Regions from separate parts of the Mus musculus genome. Here region 2 is linked to region 1. A link is a contact called in public Hi-C data. All regions are on one chromosome and are shown on one strand. Each heading gives the region's core, a stretch centred on a gene start, on an enhancer-like site or on the middle of the called end of the contact. The rest is flanking DNA. Distances are from core to core; before and after follow the strand shown.

Region 1 (3,008 bases), core at 334-2,833:
TCCCCACACACATTTTCTCCTTCTTAAGGAACTCATTTGTATGAAAATATTACAAGGTTGACTGTAGATAGATTTCAGTTGTAGGCACTTGCCTCTCAGAAGTGAAGCTCTAGGTTCTACCCACAAATATTGCAAGATTGGGTAAATAAATGTGTTTTCCAACAGGGAAGACCTGTCTCCCATTTTATTTAGATACTTTACAACTGTGTAATTTCCAAGACACAGTAGGAACTGGATTTAAAATTCACATTTCATCTTGTAAATCTACAGTATCTCACCATCTATGATTGAATTTGGCTTGAGAACCAACTCAATGAAATGAATCCCTGAAGGACTATTTCTGGGTTCTCAGACCTTGCTTTCTTGATGGATGAGTCTGGGAAGAGGAACAAAAGCATTTATTTATATTTAACAGGAGCAATTAACCAAAGCAATCCAGGCACAGCACCCAAGGGCACATTGGAATGGTTGTGTGAAAACCATAGGTCTGTCTTTTGGCTTTGTTCTGAAATAAGTCTTAGCCACCTTGGCTCCTCTTAGATAGCTTTCTAAAAATGTCTCTATGCAAGTACAGAGGAAACGGGAACTATTTAAACCAGAAGAAAAGAAAGTCTAGAGTAGCTCACTATGAGAAAACATGGAACTGGCTGGATTATGGGTTGAGATCTCCCTCTCTAAGGCATTATGGAGATACCAAGAATAAGACAGAGGCACAGTGGGGGAGAAGTGGGAAATTGTGAAATGGAGTGTGTGATCAAATTCTAAAGCCACCATCCATAAAGGAGAGGAAGAGTTACATACTTTAAACTTGGCAAGTCTCAAATTGCTGTATCTTTGTTGATCAAGGAGAGAATCATGTGAGATCACATATGATAGAATGTTTCAGGAATAACCGTACAACAACAATGTGGGGTAGAACTATTTGATTTGTGTGTGTGTGTGGGGGGGGGCTGAAATCACACTTGGTGAGTATTTCAGAATAAACATCCTATCAAAGCCAACAGACTTGAGTTTGACTGTGTCCCTTATTGGTATTCCAGTGGATGAGCAGATCTGGATGAGGTGGATGAACATTAAAGTCACTTTAGTACCCAGTCATCATGGGTTAGAAGCAAGGCACAAGACACTTTTTTCAATACCATCCTGGTCAAATGAACTTGAATTAAGAATGTATAATATAACTTGTATTACTCACTACCTAGAAAACTCTTTAATCAGTACACTTGGGACCACTTAGAGACATCTCTGTCTTCAGGGATCTGTGTATCCTCCAGAGAAGGGAACGCACCACCTGCAATCTCAGCATCAACACTACCTGGCTGGTGACATTGTTCACTCTTTCTTTGACTACACACACTTGAAAGTGGGCTCTTTTATTGTTCTTTGAAAAACAGCATCCTACCCTCTTCATTTTCATGTAATATATTTAAATCCCTGTAAATTCAGATAGGTCAACCTACTGACCTTACCAGCCATCCTGTTTTACATGCCCTGTTCCATGTAGTTAAGTACCACTGACAGGAGGAAGAGGCTAAAGATGACTGCAGGAGCAAGGACACAACCATCCCAAAATCCTGGGAGACAAGACCGTGTGGGATTAAGCTTGGTAACTGTGCTACATGCACAGCCGAAGAGTACTGACTAAGGGAATCAATAGAACACAGATACTGTATTCCCAGAGAGCTCTGTGGCACAAGAGTAGTTATTCCATGTGCTCTCTCTCTCTCTCTCTCTCTCTTTCTCTCTCTCTCTCTCTCTCTCTCTCTCTCTCTCTCTCTCTCTCTCTCTCTCTCTCTCTCTCTCCGGTGCCCTATTGCTTTGTAACATTGTGTATGTGCCCGTTTAGTTTGCTTAATTGAAAGGAAGCTCTTGCTAACCATTTTCTAATTTGAACAGGACTATATGGGTTAGAAGCCTTCTTGACAATGTGCCCACCTCTGGTGACTGTCACTACTCTCCCCTTGGCTCTTCTTTTTTCCATAGTCTCTGTGAGAAAACTGTCAGAGGAAGAAATCCCAAGAGCACTTGCTTAAAAGCGGGGAAAGGCGTATGTTCTAAAAGCTGAAAGCAAGGAGAAAAGAGCCAGAAATCCCTTCACACAAATCTTGCTTCTGCATCCTCTACCTCTGCTTCCTCTTCAAAAGAATCCTATTTTCAAAAATATTGATAAGGTAGCCAAAGAAGTTGAAATTAGTTTGACACACCTTATTGCAAAGAGGAAAAACGAACTCTCCTAAAAGAAGAAATGAGAGGATTTGGACTGTGCATAAATCTGAGGGCAGTGAGACAGTTTTCTGATTCTGAGGAGGAACAGGAAAAAAACAAGAGTCAGTGAGGGAAGAGTAATTACTAGAGGGCTCAAGATGTTAGTAAGGGGAAAGGAAGTCTATCTACTAGTCAATGGTGCCACTTCCATTCACTCTGAAGATGAAATGCAACATGATATCCCTTCTATAACAGCGGTGGAAATAAGGTATATCCTCAGGAAATATTCATGATTCAGAAGTTTAAACCACAATATTCTTAGACTATCTTTTTACTGGAGTGTTCTCTCTCCTTCTGCCCCCACTCTACCTCCCACCTCTGAGACTCTTCTCTCTGTTTTAATAGCATATCACATAATATCTTTCTAGCAATATAGATCCTATGATTAAAAAAACTGCTTCACCATAAGACCATCTCATGGAAAGCCATTTAATTATCCCATTTTTCATGTGACACCTTTTCTTTTTTCTTATTAAAGGTGCTAATTGTCAAGGGGATAGAAAACAGCTTGAAATTGCAATGGATTTACCCATGTTCAAAAGGAAAATCATCTCATTTCCATCATGTTCTTGACTAGAGATGGACTGGGCTCGGACCTTGATGTTTTTCCACAATTATCTAGAATTAATTTCTGTTTATTTCTGCCTTTCGCTCTGTTCTTGGTCTTTTATTCTAATCTTGTTATCTTTCTTGCCTCGATTTCAGGTCCTCCACTGTCTCTCTTCTCTCTTCTGTTCCATTTT
Region 2 (3,008 bases), core at 372-2,871, 60 kb before region 1:
AACCAGTAGCTGCCAGTATCTCCTTAGCACGCTGAAGCTCCTTACCCATCCACAATGGAATGCTGAGGTACTGGTCTTATTCAATTAATAACAGCTACTATGAGTTCATGATCGCTGTGTCCAGAAGAACCCCCCCCTCCCACTTTGCTCCAGCTCTTACATTCTTTCATTTCCTTCTTCAATGATGAGTCCTGAACCTAGGAGAGGATGATAAAATGTCCCACTTAAGGCTGAGCGAGTGTTCAACAGCCACTCATTCTCAGCACATGGACCAGGTATGAGTCTCTTTGTTAACTGTTTACAGCTGCAAACAGACTTTTCTTTGACCATGACTGAGAAACCCTAACCTTTCGCTAATCTTTAATCTATTAGGTAGAAACACAAACATTTAGAAGGTAGTTTGACACCATGTCTATTGAGCCAAACAACAGTAATCAGTTTCTCCCTAGAGCCTATGACCTCCAAAGACATAGTAGCTTTTAACCAGTTGTATAGAACCAGAAGATTCCACTCTACGGACTAGACCTCAATTCCCAATCTTTAAAACACACTTCCCTTCTTAGGTGCTGCTTTCCCTTTTTTGATGTCTACACACACACACACACACACACACACACACACACACACACACACACACACACTATAAGCTAAAGTCCCATATGAAAGAAAGAAAATAAATCCTTTTGTCTCTCTCAGCCTCGGATACTTCACTCAGTATATCATTTTCGGTTCCACACAATTTCTTGCAAATCTCATAATTTCACATTTTACTGATGGGTGATTAAAATCATGCATATATCTTGCATTTTCATTACCCATTCATCTGTTAACAGACATCTGGGCTGTTTCTATTTTCTGGCTTTTGTGAATAGAGCAGCCATAAACACAGATATGCAAGTGTCTCTATGGTAGGTTATAGTCTCCTTTGGGTATATGCCCAGGAGTGGGAAGGTGAAACATTAACCAATGTTTTACATCAGTCTAAAATGTTTTGGAGTCATGCTGGGCCTAGAGACCTAAGTGCTGGCAAATTCTAGTAGCCAAGAAGCAGAACAGAGGCTGAAAATTTTCAGCAAATGAGAGGTCAGCCTGGGCTACACAGCGAGTTCCAGAACAACTATCACTATAAAGCTGGACCCTGACTCGATAAAACAACTGAACAAAAACTTGGAGAAGTGCCACTTTTCAATTCCAGCCTTCATGATTCCTGCAACTATTTTCCCGTGTACTGTCAATTTACTATTCCTGCTGACTTCGTTTAAAAAACAACCAGTGTTGGATGCATGAGCCGAAATGTTAAAAAATTTACATATTTTTTATTTTCTTTGAAGAAGATAAAAAGAGGAGATCTGTAATTTCTAAGAAACTTGATTTGGCCTGCTGAGTCCAGCCACTAGGCAGAAGGTTTTAGCCAAGTAAAATTGCCAATTTTCTAAGAGAAAGGGCTAGCACATTGCTCATTAGAGCATTCTGAGCTTGCCTGTGCAATCTTTTTTTTCCTACCCTGCAATTTCCTGTGCGTTATAAACGAAACCTTTCTAGCTGTTAATGCAGGCTGTGAATTGAAGAAAAAAAAGCATGTAATTAATCATAGGAGGTTGGGGGTGTTCGCTAAGCTTCAGTTACAGGGGAGAAGCTGGACAAGGCACTAGGACCTAGAAGGCAACTATCCACCCTGGCAGGAATTTCTTGCTTGGAGCTCAGACAACAAAGGCATAGAGAGATTGGTTTTCTTTCTCTCAGCATCTCCACCCAACCAGCAGAAAACCGGTGAGTGGGGCTTTCGAGTGATTTTCAAGCAGAATGTAACAGATGTCAACCGGGAAAGCACAAGGCACACGGCTTTCTTTCTCTGTGTGTTCGCCTCTTTCTTCTCTTTTATTTGCCTTATTCTATAGGATTTTTGTCCTCTAAGATTCTACCTGGGATTTTCCTTTGGAAAAGTGAGTTTGTTGTTCCTTTGTTTTCACTATGATGCTAATTTAGAATAATAGCACTTCTGATTCTAAAGCATAGCTTTATTTGCACAGCCTGCCTGGGGAAAATGCTTGCTACTCATCTTGAGGAGGTGGGCTCTTACTACTGCAGGTTGTCTGACAGAGACAATGCTGAGCTCAGCATAGGTCATGGTGACACTGGAAAAAAAGGGGGTACTGAGCCTGGCAAATATACCAACTACCAGTCCTCCTTTATCTCCTTTCTCCCTGGTTTCTTGCAAATCTCGATGTGGCAGTATATATATAGCAGCTGAGCCCTCTTGCTTTGTGAGTCTTTTTCCCCCCATTTGTGAGATGAATGTTAATAGTTTGGTTTCTTGGATGTCACATTACCTTTGTAAGGGGTTAGGGCTTTGGTTGTATTATTGGGTTGCATGTTTTCATTGTTTTGGACGTTTTTTTTTCTGGTGGGGGACGGGTTCAGGGGGGTTGAAATCCAAGCTTGACAGATGACTTTTTTTTTCCCTCCATCAATACACCTAAGCAATAGACAAGTTTGAAGTGAATTGCCTGCTTCGAGGGCAAAATATTCCTTCAGTCAGGGGAGAAACCCAGAACAATGAAAGGTGTACCTACTTGGAAAGGTCCCATGTGCTATTCAGGGACCCATTTGGGAATCTTTCCACAATTATTCCATTAAGAGGTGTTGCTGCATTCATTGGTCGGGGAGGGGATGAAACACCTGAAAGGAGAAAAAGGATTCTGTGATCAAATGGAAATGAAAGGGAAGCAGAGCTAATAGCTTGCTAAATAACTGGGTTTTTTCGACAATCCCTCCCCCTTTTAGACCCCAGCTTATTTCTTATGGATGCCGTATAGCGGCACCAGCTTGATGGGGAGAGGGTTTGATGAATAGCACAAAGGCACTGGGTATTCCCTGGAGGCTGTCCCTTTAAAAGAGAATCCTAGTTTATTCTGGGGGAGGGGATACACATATTAGAGCAGGCAAAAAAGGACAAGGAATAAAAGTAATTCACCCCCTTCCTAGCCATTGTATTGAGATGCAAAGGC

Evidence for each region. A called contact is a pair of places that touch in the nucleus more often than the background predicts.
Region 2: a Hi-C map of olfactory sensory neurons shows a contact between it and region 1, with 1.6 times the contacts expected there. The contact joins the promoter of Dcx here to the enhancer-like site in region 1. A contact is called at or near these places in 3 of 484 Hi-C or Micro-C datasets (cerebral cortex, embryonic fibroblasts and olfactory sensory neurons), 2 of 115 datasets of contacts at active chromatin or transcription factors (embryonic forebrain and neural tube) and 2 of 9 other capture datasets (adipose tissue and pancreatic islet).

What each region holds. Positions count from the first base shown.
Region 1 is chrX:143,871,341-143,874,348 of GRCm38.p6, reverse strand. The region is part of intron 5 of Dcx (doublecortin); the gene reads left to right. Among named protein-coding and RNA genes, the nearest start is that of Capn6, 45 kb to the right of the region's middle. Within about 2 kb of position 1,583, at least 2 of the 459 cell types and tissues checked have an H3K27ac peak or open chromatin away from gene starts, as enhancers often do. A contact at or near this core is called in olfactory sensory neurons, where this site is marked.
Region 2 is chrX:143,931,832-143,934,839 of GRCm38.p6, reverse strand. It overlaps Dcx (doublecortin), which reads left to right and starts at 1,621. Exons shown (of 7, transcript NM_001110223.1): 1 at 1,621-1,770.